Regions from separate parts of the Anas platyrhynchos genome. Here region 1 is linked to region 2. The links are chromatin contacts, called in public Hi-C maps. All regions are on one chromosome and are shown on one strand. Each heading gives the region's core, a stretch centred on a gene start, on an enhancer-like site or on the middle of the called end of the contact. The rest is flanking DNA. Distances are from core to core; before and after follow the strand shown.

What was found. A called contact is a pair of places that touch in the nucleus more often than the background predicts.
Region 1: a Hi-C map of liver shows a contact between it and region 2, with 4 times the contacts expected there. The contact joins the promoter of MOS here to the enhancer-like site in region 2. A contact is called at or near these places in 5 of 8 Hi-C or Micro-C datasets (F1 follicle, liver, skeletal muscle and 2 more).

The regions. Positions count from the first base shown.
Region 1 is chr2:40,184,404-40,191,776 of IASCAAS_PekinDuck_T2T, reverse strand. It overlaps MOS (MOS proto-oncogene, serine/threonine kinase), which reads right to left and starts at 2,677. Exons shown (of 1, transcript XM_005012118.6): 1 at 222-2,677. The coding sequence starts at 1,893. The coding sequence ends at 844.
Region 2 is chr2:40,067,556-40,074,584 of IASCAAS_PekinDuck_T2T, reverse strand. No RefSeq gene overlaps it. Among named protein-coding and RNA genes, the nearest start is that of SDR16C5, 22 kb to the left of the region's middle. Within about 2 kb of position 2,839, at least 2 of the 8 cell types and tissues checked have an H3K27ac peak or open chromatin away from gene starts, as enhancers often do.

The DNA.
Region 1 (7,373 bases), core at 1,428-3,927, 120 kb before region 2:
CCTCATCCGTTTTTTTTTTTTTTGTATCTATGTATCTCCCTTACAACTCATACGTATATATTTTTAATTCCCATTTTACCTCCAAGATCTAAGATTTTTCTGTTCCACACAAGATGTTCTTGTAATACTTCAGATACTGCAGTTTACAAAATACCAACTAGCAAGTCGCAACAAACACCTGGTAGCATGGAGAGTTTATAAAAGCACAGGTTGTTAATGTGTCTATCAACTTATGCTCAGGAGTCTTAGAATGACAAGAAGGTCTCTTGTGTCAACAGGGAGATCAGGTAGGTTACATGTTCCAATTCAAAAACAACAAAACTACTTCTAAGAACAGGAAAAAAAAAACACACACACACACTGACACTCTGCATTCATTTATGAAGAAAAGTTTAAATACAAAAACTGAATTAGTCTAAAGAACAATTCGTATTTCATATTTGGAAACACCAAAAAACATTAGGTACAAAACCTCCCAAAAGCAGTCTTTTTTTTTTTTAATTATTATTATTTCAAAACAACTATTTCTTTTGCTTGTCCCATTCCCCATTTTTTCCCCCTAAATGAGGCAGTGCACCGGAGATCAACCGGAAAGAGTCATATTCACCAATATCTCGATCCTTGCCTCTCTATTCCCCTCCATGGTTTAAAAAGCCCCAAAGTCTAGTTAAATGTCTTTATTTGTAATCTTCTTATAACAAACTGACTTTTTTTTTAAATATAAAAAGAGCAACAAAGTCTTTGGATCACAGAGGGGCTAAACCCATCACACTTGCAGGGAAGGTGGGTGGAAAGACAAGATGCGAATAAAAAAAAAAAAAAGGAGTCATCTTCAGTTTTTTCCTAGAGGCTCCCCTTAAGGGCCCTGAGGCTGGGCAGCAGCTGGGCAGCACTGAGGCGCTGCTCCACGTTGGCCTTCCAGCAGCAGCTAATAATGCTCCTCAGCCTTTGGCCCGTGGGCAACTCGTGGAAAACAGCAGCAGCCAGGGAAGGGCGCAGGTTGTAGGCCACCACGGCATAGAGCACGTGCTGCCGCTCGCCCAGGTAGGGCTGCTCCCGCATGACCATCTGCCAGAGGGTGATGGCAAAGGAGTAGATGTCCGCCTTGGCCGTCACCCTCTCGCCCTTGAGGAGCTCGGGGGCACGGTGCGTGTAGGTGCCCCCGTGCTGGGAAACGTGGGGGCTGTGGGACAAGCCGTCCTCCAGTTTCTGGGAGCAGCCAAAGTCTCCGATCTTGCACACCCCTTGCTCCGTGATGAAGACATTAGCAGGCTTCAGGTCTAAGTGCACGATGCCCTGCGCGTGGAGGAAGGCCAGGCCCGTGGCGATGTCGCAGGCATAGCCCACGGCCTCCTCCATGCTCAGAGCCTTCCTGCCACACCCTCCTTCCTCATCCTCCCCCTGCCTCCACGCCTTGCCAGTGCCGTAAATAACGTGGTGCAGGGTGATGTTGCCCACATACTCCATGATGATGGTGCCCAGGCTGTTCTGGCTGGCAGGGGCACACGTGCTGGCGGCCACCACGCGCACCACATTCTCGTGCTGCAGCCAGGCGACGTTCAGCTCAGCCCAAAAGCTCTGCCGTGATGCCAGCCGGTTTTTGCTGCTCTTCTTCACCTGCTTCACAGCCACGGTCGCACCATGGTAGGTGGCTTTGTAGACAGACCCAAAGCCCCCAGAGCCCAGGGGCTGCAGGAGGCAGAGCTGGTCCCAGTCGATGGAGCACCAGGCCAGGCGCGGAGGCAGGCGGCGGACCCTTGGCGAGGGGGTTCCTCCCAAAAAGGCCTTCCCCTCTTTGCCGGGGATAACTAGGGGGCTGCTGCAGGGCCTCAAGTCCGCAGATGGGGAGAGCTCCAAAGGAAGAAAGTGATTAAAAGGAATAGGTGAGGGCATAATACGGTGCAGAGCACTGCAGGAGATTACTTGGACAAAGACTGGAAAGCTTCCCTGAGAGAAAGAACCCTGCACTGCCTTCCAAAGCCTCTTTTATCCTCTCCACAATTCCCCCTCCCACCCCCAGATGAACTGCATCTGTCACAGCTAGCTGAACCCCAATCAGGCTCACCTGAAAACATTCTTCTCTGACCCTGAAGTTAATCTCTAGAAAGTCACGACATATGGATTTTAAACTAAAATATATTAACTCACGTGTATTTCGCATAATTTCTAATCTCAAGAGAAAAGAAGGATGTTCTGTCCATTGAATGCCTGTAGCGAAATGCCCTGGCTGTAAGTAAACCACTGAGTGGTGAATGCGTTTCCCCTGGGCTCCAGGCAAAAACAATCATCGTCAGGTTGCGTTATCACAGCATCCCTGAATGGTTTGGGTTGGAAGGGACCTTAAAGATCACCTGGCTCCATTAAACAGCTCACAGTCATGTTCAGAGGAAGCAGCTGAGAATGTGAGTGCTAGCATTTGATTAGCCTGCACAGCCACAACTAAATTTAAAAGTGCACTTAAAGAGACCTGTTACTTAAACATGACTGGAGCAAGGGGACTGGTTTGGCTGCTTATGTGTACTTACACTAATTGCCTTAGTGTTTGGTGCCTGCTGTACTGCCCCAGCACCACAGCATCCTCATGGGACTTTTACAGCCGAAAGCTCTTGAATATCCCAGCAAGTGTCTTTCTGCACTTGCAGACAAGTATCTTGGAAAAATAGGTCCCTATTTTGGATCTCCTTGCCCTTCAAAACTGTCATCTTGGATGTCAGCTTTGCCAATACAGACCCTATTATGAGATTTCAAAGATATGTCATGCCTCTTTCCCCAGAGTTTAAATCTGGGCTTCACTGGCTCTGCAGACAGCTCCTGTGGCATTTTCCAGGTGTTTTGTTCCTTTTGGTTTGCTCCCTTGGGTATGATGCAGCACAGGTGCTCTGAGGGAGGAGGTTCCAGGGGTGCTCAGAAATGTGCAAGGAGATCTGGGGTCTCCTCCACCGTAAGAAGGGTTTAGCTCTTTACCTAAACAAGCAGAAGTAATGTCCCAAACAGGGCTGACCCTGCTTGAACTCTGGATCAGCTCAGCCAGGTGTCAAAGGCATCACCCTGTAGTGAATGAGGGACAAGATCTTCCCTGGTACTTGAATTTGTTATCTCAGTTCACAGGGAAGCCAGCTTGGACAAGAGATGAATAAAAATGGGAAACTTGGGTTATCGCCTAGCAATGGGAAACTGATTGGCTGGGGAAGATTTAGATAAATAGGTGCTAATGCATGGTAAGGGCTGTTACTGAGTTAGAGAACAGCGCTAGGGATGCGAGAGGTGGACTGGGGCACTGCTCCAGTGACGTTGATGGCACATCAGTTGTGCAGGGACACCTTGGGGCAAAGACCCAAGGAGCTTTAGTGTTGTTTTAAGCATGCCATGACGTAAGCAAGGTAGACAACAGGAATTTTACGCTCCTTTCCTGAGCAGCACAGTGATTTTATGTTTGCATGAAAAAGTCTTCACTTAGAATCCACACAGGAAATGTATTCTGTGCAGGTGAGTTGTGATTGCAACAAAAAGCTGCAATGAGCAGATCCGTCTACGCTGGTGAGAGGAAGGATTTTTAGGCTTATTTTCCAAGCCATTAAAGCTCTAATTCTGGCGCAGACTGTTGTGCCGTATAGTATATAAAAACAGCAGAGAGACAATCTTTGCTATTGCTCCATGAACTTCAGACTTATCATGGGAAAAGTGAACTTGTCACGATCTCTTTTCAGTAGACTGAGGTTGCAGAGAAGCTTAAGGGGGAAGTTGGTTGAGGGAGAGGCACTGGGAGAAGGAGGTGTGGACAAAGGGTCTGTGAGTGGACCTGTTAAGCAGGCAATTATAGAAGAATAATTATATGAGATTTTGATTGTTGCAGAAAATGGTAACAAAAATATGTTCATAAAACTGAGGGTTGGCATTAGGACTGCTCCCAAATTTCATTGCTTGAATTCTCATTTGGAATAATAGGGCAGATCTTTCATATATATATATATATATATATATATATATATATATATATTTTTTTTTTTTCAAACTCCATGTCCTTTTTTAGTGATTTTTTTAGTGATTTTCCTGTTTTCCTTTTCTGCTGAAACTTTTCTATTTCTCCCCTCTCGTGGCAAGGTTGTTGTATTGTTCTTTGGGAACCCACTGAATTTCTGAGCAGGAAGAGAGGCATTTTGGGGTCAAAACAGACTTACTGTAACCAACTGCCTTGTCCCAAGCTGGCTGCTGAGGGGAGCATCCAATCTCTTCCATTGTGAATGCAGTTAAAACAGATTTAAAATCAACCACGCTTTTATTCTTAATAAAATGTCTTTTCCTGTGTTCCCACTGATGACACAGCCCTGTTGCTTCCCATAAGACACAATCTTTGTGTCTTTTGGAGTTACAAAAGTAACACCAAAACACACAGCCTGCGTCCTGAGGGCTGCGATGTGACAGCAGCAATAACCCATGGCAGCGACCGCTACGTGCCAGGCTCATGTGTTTTATTCTCCAATAAAACACAGCTGGGCGTCCGATGCCGCAACAGCTGCCCAGCCTCATCCATGCCTCGAGCTGAGAGCCCACCCGCTTGCGTTTCAGCTATATATCAAGAACTCTTTGTTTGCCAGCACTGTCAGTTGCTACTGCTCTTTGGGGATCTGCAAAGCAGGAGGCAGACACCGAGGGCCTCCCAGTCTAACGCACGGGTACGGATGCGACACACCACAACAGATACGGACCAAATACCCGCGTCCCTTCTCGCAGAGCAGAGCTTGATTTTGATCAAGGTGCATCGCTGTTGTGCTTCTCAACAGCCACCTGTTTTTCTAAACCATGAAAAGGACCGGGGGTCGGCACTGATTTCAGAGATTTTAAGAGAATATAACCATGTTCCTCTCCATGATCACTGCTTTATTTATTCGTGCATTTGTTTGGGGTACAATGCACCAAACACGTCAAGGTCTTGGCATTCAGGGGATGCTAAGAACTGCTTTACAGCATAAAGCTAGCACAGTGTTTCTACTAAATTACTTTCTGATCATGCTAAGGGAGACAAATTTACCTCCTAAGTACTTTATAAATTAGTCTTACTCTGAAAGCGACATGGTTCCTTAGCCTGTGTCTCAGTGACTTCTGAGAGTTTTCTTTACCGGTTCTAAATCAAAGTTTTCTTTTTTCTTTTTTCCACTTACTGTCAGTCTCTGTGATCTCAGTTTGGGGTTTGGTGATGAACCTACATTCTTTCTCACTCGTTTCGCATTTTACAGTCCCAATGTTGCTTCCAGTCACACCCCATCAACCTCAAACCATACTCTGAGTTGCATGAAAGCAGTTCTGATACAATCAATTGCGCAGGTGGAAGCGGTATCATTATTTGAAGCCAGTCCATACACACAGCTTGCTCTGAAGGTAGGCCACCGATTAACCATTTTTTTTTTTTTTGACTGCAAGCAGAAGCCAGAAGAGAATCCAGGTTGTAATTTAGAGCGTGCTTGTTTTGGTGTGACAAATGACACCTCGGAGAAGCAAATACGAACAAGTTTCCATTAAAGCAGTCAGAGGTAAACCTAAATGCCAAGAGCAAATACATCTGCAAGAACTGTGATGCTACTCTACAGCACATCTTTAGAGCCATAATAATAAACATTTAAAAAGGTTAAACCCCAGTTTATAAATAATAAGATCAAGTTTCAAACACACATTGCCAAACAGTTGCCTGATACTGTTTTTTCTTCCCAGTATGATTACTCTGTGCTCAAGCATGAAGCAAAGGCTCTCCTTACCAGAAAGCTCTGAGGTTTTAACTGAACTGGCAAGGCAGGTGAGGTTTCAGGGTAATTTACCCCAATATCCTTGACCACAAATGGATCAGGGACAACAATTTGGGACCTGCTGCTGTGGATTAGTATCACAACTGCAGAAGAGCACCTCGAGACAAGCTAATCTTAGGTACGAAGATAATGAAGTGTGAAACACCAGCTCTGACCTGTAGCAATCAATAGTTTCTGGCAGTGCAAAGATGGGTGCCTACCCTGGCAGGTTTACTGCTATCATATGGCAGGCCCCTTATGCAGTGTTTTCAGCCACATTGGCCAAGAGCGTTTTTGCAGTCTTGCCCCTGTAGCAGTGCTGACAAACAGCCTTCCCGGGTCACGGGGAGACAACAGAGAGCAGTGGTGGAAATTGAGACTTGTAGCTTAGGGACTAGCAACACCCAGCCATAGCAAACACAGTGGCTCTGCAATCACCACACCATCAGAGAGCTGGGCAGAGGGGCAGAGGCGGGAGGATCAGCTAAATCCAGCGGCTCTGAATAGATGGGCTCAGCACTCTGGTGGGCCACAGCGAATCATCAGCAGTTGCCCTAAGTTAAGGGGCATTAAACTTGCCTGATTAAAATGGTTCATACAGTTTAAACGCATATTATGTGCTTTGTATTAGTGAACAAGCAGAAGCTTCTTGCAAAAATACTGCTGAATAGAAATATGCCTAGGCTGAACAGAGCACACAAGCTATCGGGCACTGATGTAGCACTTCACTGGCATAACACTCCAGGCACTGAAAAAGGAGACATTTTTTAGGTGAGGACAGACTTCAGTGAATTTAGGGGTTTAGTCTACGCTTACATGTCATTAGTGTTTGATATCCCTACATTAGAGCTTTAAATTTCTCATTTATGGTATGCCCCCTTAACTGTATAGTCTACATTTTATTTTCATCTTCCATGTAAGTACTTGTGAGGGAACTTAAGGATTTGCCCATGACCACGCGTGTAACAATTTAATAAAAAGGCAAAAAGCCAGATGTGAGCTTAATTTCAAAGGCACAGCCTGCACAATGTTTCTACTGAAATTGTATCTAATACTACACAAGGATAGCTGACAAACACCTCCCTCACGGGAGTCTGTGCGCCCTGCAGATAAATTGCTGTCTCTCGTAGATTAATCAAATATTTGGTAGAAGCTCTTCCAACTTGCCTGGGAAACCAAGTGCTGTGTTAACCAGGAGATACCTTTACAAACCGCACGATTCACTTTGGACTTGATAAACAGAGAAACTTAAACTTTTTGAAGGGAAACAAAACAAAATAAAATTAATTTCTCAACTTTTCCAGGTTTGATTGGCTCCCCCCATGCATGCATACACATACATACATACGTGTACACACACACACACGTTTATATACGTAAATGTATATATACAACAGTTTAAGCAATATGCTGATTTTCAGAAACTGATGCTATTCTGATACTCTGCATTATTTTATACCCATCAAGCAGAGATCTGGCTGATTTATATGAAAATGACACTAAATCATTCTTCTTTGTACGGTGTAGTTCACTGTGACAGAGAAAATCAGTGCCATGGGCAAACCATCAATTCAAATGATTTTCAAACCAAGCACA
Region 2 (7,029 bases), core at 1,590-4,089:
GCTCCATGTCGTTCCCTCGGGTCCTGTTGCTGTCCCCAGGGAGCAGAGCTCAGCGCCTGTCCCTCCACTCCCCTGTGAGGGAGCTGCAGGCCACCAGGAGACCTCCCCTCAGGCTGCTCTGCTGTGGGCTGAACAAACCCAGGGACCTCAGCCGCTCCTCATATCTCTTCCCCTCCAGACCCTTCACCATTTCCATAGCCCTCCTTTGGACACTCTCTAATAGTTTTATGGCCTTTTTATGCTGTGGTGCCCCAAACTGCATGCAGTGCTCAAGGTGAGGCTGCACCAGTGCAGAGCAGAGCAGGGCAATCCCTTCCCTTAACTGACTAGCAATACTGTGTCTGATGCACCCCAGGGTACAGTTTGCCCTTTTGGCTGCCAGGGCATGGTGCTGGCTCTTAGTCTACTTGCCATCAACCAAAACCCCCAGATCCTTTTCTACGGGGCTGTTCTCCAGCTTCTTATCCCCAGCCTGTACATATATCCAAGGTTGCCTCATCCCAGGTGCAGAATCCAGCACTTGCTGTTGTTAAATTTCATGCAGTTGGTGATTGTTCAGCTCAATAATTTGTATCTCTCTGAAAGGCCTCTCTACAGAGTCAGCAGCTCCTCCCAGTTTAGCGTCATCTGCAAACCTTCTCGGTATACCTTCAAGTCCTGCATCCAAGTCATTTATGAAAACATTAAAAAGCACTGGCCCTAAAATAAAGGCCTGTAGTGACTGGCCGCCAGCCTGATGTAATCCCATTTACTAGAAACCTTTGAGCCCAATGTGTCAGCCAATTGTTCACCCATAGTATTATGCATTTATCTAGGTTGAATGCTGAACATTTTGTCCAGAAGTATAGTGTGCAAAACTGTTTTGAAAGATTTACTGAAATCCAAAAAGATTACATCAACTGGCTTTCGTTGATCACCTAGATGGGGGACCTTGTCATAAAAGGAAATTAAGTTTCTTAAGCAGGACTATCCCCTCATGGACCTGTGGCCAATGACTGCTATGTCCTTCAGGTGTTTTTCAATAACTCCGGGAATAATTTTCTCCATAATTTTACCAGGCACAGAAGTGAGACTGACAGGCCTGTAATTACCAGGCTATTCTCATTCTGAATCAGGTAAAGAACAGACTAGTGACAGTGAACAACCGTTATCTTGTCATCAGACTGGCAATTTTTTACAATGCTTGAACACTAGTGAACACCTCACTCACACATTTTATGGGGTAAATCCATTTTCTATTTAAAAAGACGAAAAAGATGATAGTAGAGAAGATTAATATATTTGAATTGTTAGGAACCTTATTTTCAGAAAGCCACAGTTTTGCACAGTAAATGTTAAGAAAACAGAATTGTGCTTCTTATTCTGAGCCATTTTCTGTGCAGTCGGTTAAATGCAAGGACAGATGAGGTCTGCAATTAGTTGTCCCAGACTGGGTTACTGTATGTCTTATCTAAATGAAATCATAGTTGCTGACCCATCTGTTAATTCACATTCCTTCCATCTGAACTTTGTCATTAACTATGTCACAAAAAGTCTTAATTCCATTCAGTGTTTGATTTTATGGTGGAAAAAATAACTTGTCCATTTTATGGACTCAAAGATATGCCTCTGTATCATCAGATAGATTCTTACTTACAGGCTGAGCAGCAGCCCTGATGGACAACACCTGGTTTATTGGAGTGGACAGATAGGAGTCAAATATGAGCCAAGACTGTGTTCTGGCTGTCAGTATGGCAAACTGCATAGTGGGCTACAATAGGAGGAACGTGGACAGCACGTTGTTGGAAATTGTTGTCCTCATCTAATCGTCTACTAACAAGGTGAAGTAACCATGGATTGTGGCCTGGGATGTTCAGGATGCACATTAGGATAAACTTCTTTATTAGGCTTGATAATGCAGCACTGGAGATTGAGTCCAGGAAGGTTGTGTTACCTCTTGATTTTCAAAGCTCAGATAGCCAAAATCCTGGCTGACCATGTAGTGCTGAACAGAGCTCCAATTTGAGCAGGAAGTTGCGTTACAGACCTCCAGAGATCATAGAATCATCATAAAATGGTTTGGGTTGGAAAGGACCTTAAAGACCATCTAGTTCCAACCCCCCTGCCGTGGGCAGGGATGCCACCCACTAGATCAGGTTGCCTGAGGCCTTATCCAGCCTGGTCTTGAACACCTCCAGGGGTGGGGTTTCCACAGCTTCTCTGGACAAGTTGTTCTAGTGCCTCCCCCACCCTCTGAGTCAATAATTTATTCCTTATATCTAATCTAAATCTCCCCTCTTTTAGTTTAAATCCATTCTCCTTCATCGTGTCATTATCTGAATGAGCAAAAAGTTGCTCTCCATCTTTTTTACAAGCCCCCTTGTAAAGGTATTGAAAAGATACCTTCTGGCCAACATCCCTATGAGTTTGTGATAAGTCCTGTGAAAAAGAAAATTCTGCCTGCATGAAATGAAAGTTGGCAAAGTTTGGCTTCACTTAGTACAGGCCATGAGTATTTTTCATGTGCTTTAGGAATTATTCCAAATACAGTGACATAATTCACACAACTCTGGACTGCACAATGGGTGCAAAAAATAACTGCTATCATTTTGGCTGTTGGTAGATACCTATAGGGGCACAAATTTAAATAAGAAATGTCTATGAAGCCCCTACAATCTTCATCCCAGGCTACTTGCTGATACATGCTCCATAAACAAGATTAGAAAACTCTTTTGTTCTTTGAGTTTATTAAATGGTTCTACAGCAAGTAGCCCATGAGTCACAAGAAGGAAGTGGTCAGTCACCACAGCCTTCTCTTGCTCTCCTGGCACTGTGCAAAGATGCATCATACCCTTGGTTTTCCTCTTCTTCTATCAGTGCCTGCATCTGTACTTGTAAAGAAAACAATGTCAGAGCCTGAATGCTTTCCCGTAGTCATCTGTGGAATTATTGGTGTCATGCCTGATGTGGTTTTTGTCTTTACCAGTCAGTGTTCTCCCAAGTGTGGCTGTGGTTTTGAGGACAGTACAGGCCTTGGGTGGTTCCTTGAGGTCACCCTGTTATTGAGGAAAAGGTACTTTAAGTTTATAGACCTTAGGTACTAGACACATTTTTTATTAGTATGCTTTTTGCAATACAAAAATGTCCAGAGTTGTGTGTGTGAAGTAAGAGAATCTGGTTTCTCAGGTTACTCACTATACATAAAGAAGATTTGGTCAGTGGCAAACATCGAAGTATTGTTAATAGATTCAAGTACCGTAAAAACTGCTCATTTAGTGTCTCAGATTAAAGAGCTTGCAGATGTCCTTCTGATTAAAACCAAAGTGTAATGATACACGTTTTTATCTACAGTGCATTTTGTTTCTAGTACCCTTTGATGCCTCCCAGATGCTCTATTTGGTGAAAAAGCAGAGATTCTCTATTTACCCTCTCCATGCCACCCTTGATTTCTCTATCTCTTACCCTTTTCCCAACTGTCTCATCACCAGGTTTTGTCATCCTAAACTATTCTACTTCTTTTTAGAAGGGCCACTGTGAGGTAAAGTCGTCCTTGCTAGGTTACTCTGTACCTTTTCACTCCTGCTGTACCCTTTCAGTCATGCTCTTGCTATTCATAACATACATATTGATTTTGCACAGTGGCATAGTGACATTTTTTTGGTAAAACCACCACACTTGTTCAGTATTAATTTCCTCATAATTCATGGCATTTCTTTTCATTTTTTGATCATTGTTCAGCACTGAGTTGATATTTTCATGTAACTACCTATTATATCTCTAAAACCTCATTCCCTAGTAGTAATAGCCAATTTGGGGCTATCATTAAAATTGTATGCAAAGTTAGGATTGTTTTTTTATGTATCATTTTACACTTGTTTACATAAATGTGATTTCCTCTGCTCTTTTAGTGCTTAGTCACTCAGCCTCCCGAGGCTCTTCTGTGGTTCATTTTCAGCCCTCATTCTTACTCGGATGGAAGCATCGGCAGCAAACCATGTCACCTTCTGAGTCACCCCCTTGTGGTCATTTTAGACAGATGAACACCTTGGATGTAAGCACAGGTCCTAGAGATGCTCCTGGTTGTCTGTGACAGATAGAGTTTATTCCTATGTCTCCTATTTTTTTAAATAATTGCTAATGACACTTAGTCCTTGTCAGTATACTTTATTTAATTGTTTCAAATGTCTTCTTTGAATCTAGATGGACTATGTTAACTTTTTTTTTTCTTTTTTTCTTGACCATATGATTCTTGATTCTATCAAAGAAAAACAACAGATCTGTGAGGTTCTGTGAGGGAATGTAGTAGTTTTCTTAAAGTATAAGAATTTCTATCTTTATTCTGTATTGCTGTTGTCAGTCATTTACAGGAAACAGATATTGTCTATGCTTATTGTATATAGAGATGTATTAAATGATATGAATGGAAATGAACTCCTGGAAACATGCAGAAATTTTTTTTCTGACATATATAATTGTTTTGCTTTGTTTTCTTTAATAATCCTGTGATAGAATTGCAACAACATATACATTGGATATCTGCCATTCACAGTTTCCTCTGTCAGGAAATATTGTTGTTGTGAGTTATATTTTCTCATTAAAAAAATCCTGAGTAGTTACACAGAGGCAATTACTCACTGGTAAAGAGATGTTATTACTTTTTTTCCTATTCCATTGCAATGAAGATATGCAAAATATAAAGCAATGCTACAGAATATCTGTTTTGACTGAGCAGTAGCTTGTTCTGTAATGTGAATAAGAAAGTAGAGGACTCTCATGACTGCAAAAGAATTAGAAAAATAAATCCTCACAGGCTCATTGTGGTTGAGTCATTAAATCTTCAGTCTTTATTATGATGAATTAACTGTAGAAAATGAAATGGCAGACATTACAGAGCTCAGGTGTGGAATGCAGAGCAGCCCCCTGTGTGTTCCAGCAAGCAAGCACCTACTCTGCAGAAGAAATTACTTGACCTCAGGCCTGGCCATTGACCTACAGAGCCATTTATCTTGAATGGTTAAATGCCACTACCATTAATGGAAATGAGTACATAGAGAGAACTAGAACTCTCCCACATCTGCTCACAGCACTTGCGATGGTCAACCATGAAAATATGTTGTTTATTTCCTCTGAAAGAGGTGGGAAGGAAGCTGGAGAATGTACTAAGCTGCTCTGAGTCCATTCTGCAGGCTTGTGGTGATGATGAATAATTGCTAGATACTATCGGACTGCTCACACGTGGAGTTCAAGAACAATCTCTCTCTGATGTTTTTTATCATCAGCCTAAACCAACCTGGTGGTATAGACTCAAGTACTAGAAAAAGGTGGATGATGCACTGCTCTATCTATTAGTTAATCCATACGACAATGCTGCTGTTTCTGTCCTGTTGGCTCTGTGCTTGGACAAGGTTAGTCCAAGGATGAAAAACAGCTGTGTGAAACAGAACCCCTGCAAGAATCATGAAGTGAGGAAAGGCTTTCTGAAGAGTGTAAAATGCAGTCTACTTTGGAGTTAGTCAATCCACATCTGTAATTGATCAACTGAATCTATAATTTAGAAGTCCTTTTGCATTCCTTGATTGTGCATTCCTTGATTGTGCTAAGTTCGGACATAGCATTACCCATGAGTAATGCTTTGTATGAGCTTTGATTGGCTAGAAGACCCCATCTCATGCTGGCAGACAGTGACACGTTACTCAGTTATTCATGCTTCACTTGCTTCCTGGCTGGACTACAAGAGTCTGATGTATTTGGTCACCAGGCTTTTCAGCACTTAGAACAATTCACCTAGAATAAAAAGCCCTCAGCCATGCTGTTTATTTTGAGAGTATCAGACCTGTCCTCAGCTGTCTACAATCTCTTCCAGCAAAGAAATAAAAGGCAAGATTTGGTCCTTCTCATCACAGCAGGGTTTCCCACAATGGCCAAAAAGCATCTAGAGCTTCGTGTTGACAACTGCACTCATCTGTCTTTGTAGACCATTCCCTTTGCTCCCAATCTCCACCTCAGTAGGGGTAAATGCTGTCATAAAAGTTGTCTGTCCAGGAGACAGAATGTTCTTGGAGACCACTCTGGGATTGTGAAATAAATATCCTGGGATATAAGGACAGTCACAAATCGGACCTTCCATGCAAAGAACAAGACATGTTTATTTGACTTTGCTAGCAAAAAACACCAGGACAACATAAATATTTATAATCAAGCCATCTCTACCAAAAGATGACACTTCACTGCCAAAGCATCTTCCCTTGGGATGAAGATGAGAGAACAATCAGCATGTGCAACAAGCAAGAAGTCCTGCTTTTTAATGTATTTTGGATGACTCTCTAATGCCATGCTAATGAGAGGCATAAAGAACTCTTGCAAAGCAGAGCAGAAAGGCACTTAGAGCCTAGTTCCCGTGCTGTAAGCTGGTCCTGATGCAACCTTGACACCTGCTTCTTTGAACAATATGTAAATGGCATCGAGAAAGTAAATGCCAGCTTAAAGTGCACTTGGTTCTGCCATTTGAACATTTGCAATACTGGCAAAGGGCATGACATACAAACTCATCATTTTTCTCTTGTTAAAGGTTTTATGGTTGAGAACCAAAGCCTGCCAAGAACACCCCCGGCTTTTCTCTGTGCTCAGCCCCCAAATCCTTACTCAACGAACTCCAGTCTCTGCTCCCTCTTCCAGATGCCTAATTTTTTGTCAAGCTAACAGCTTTCTTATCCATGACAAGAGCTCTTAGGTAGACTTAAGAAACACAACAACACACAAACTAAAAAAGTGATTGTCATATTGACTGCAAAACCTAACAGTAATTACAAAACCAAAAGAAGATAGTGCCTGCATTTTTATTTTCCACCTTTTACAAGAATTCATCTTCTTTCATCTTCTACTTCTACAGAATTCAACAGAAAATTAATAATATTTAACATTTAAATTGTAAGGCTGTTTAGTGATAGATAGAGTTGTGTGCACTTAGAAGAAAAATGTAGAGTGGAACCCGTCTTGGAAACCTGGTGACAGAGATTCCTGTCAGAGTTTCATATCTCATTTTCCCTCATG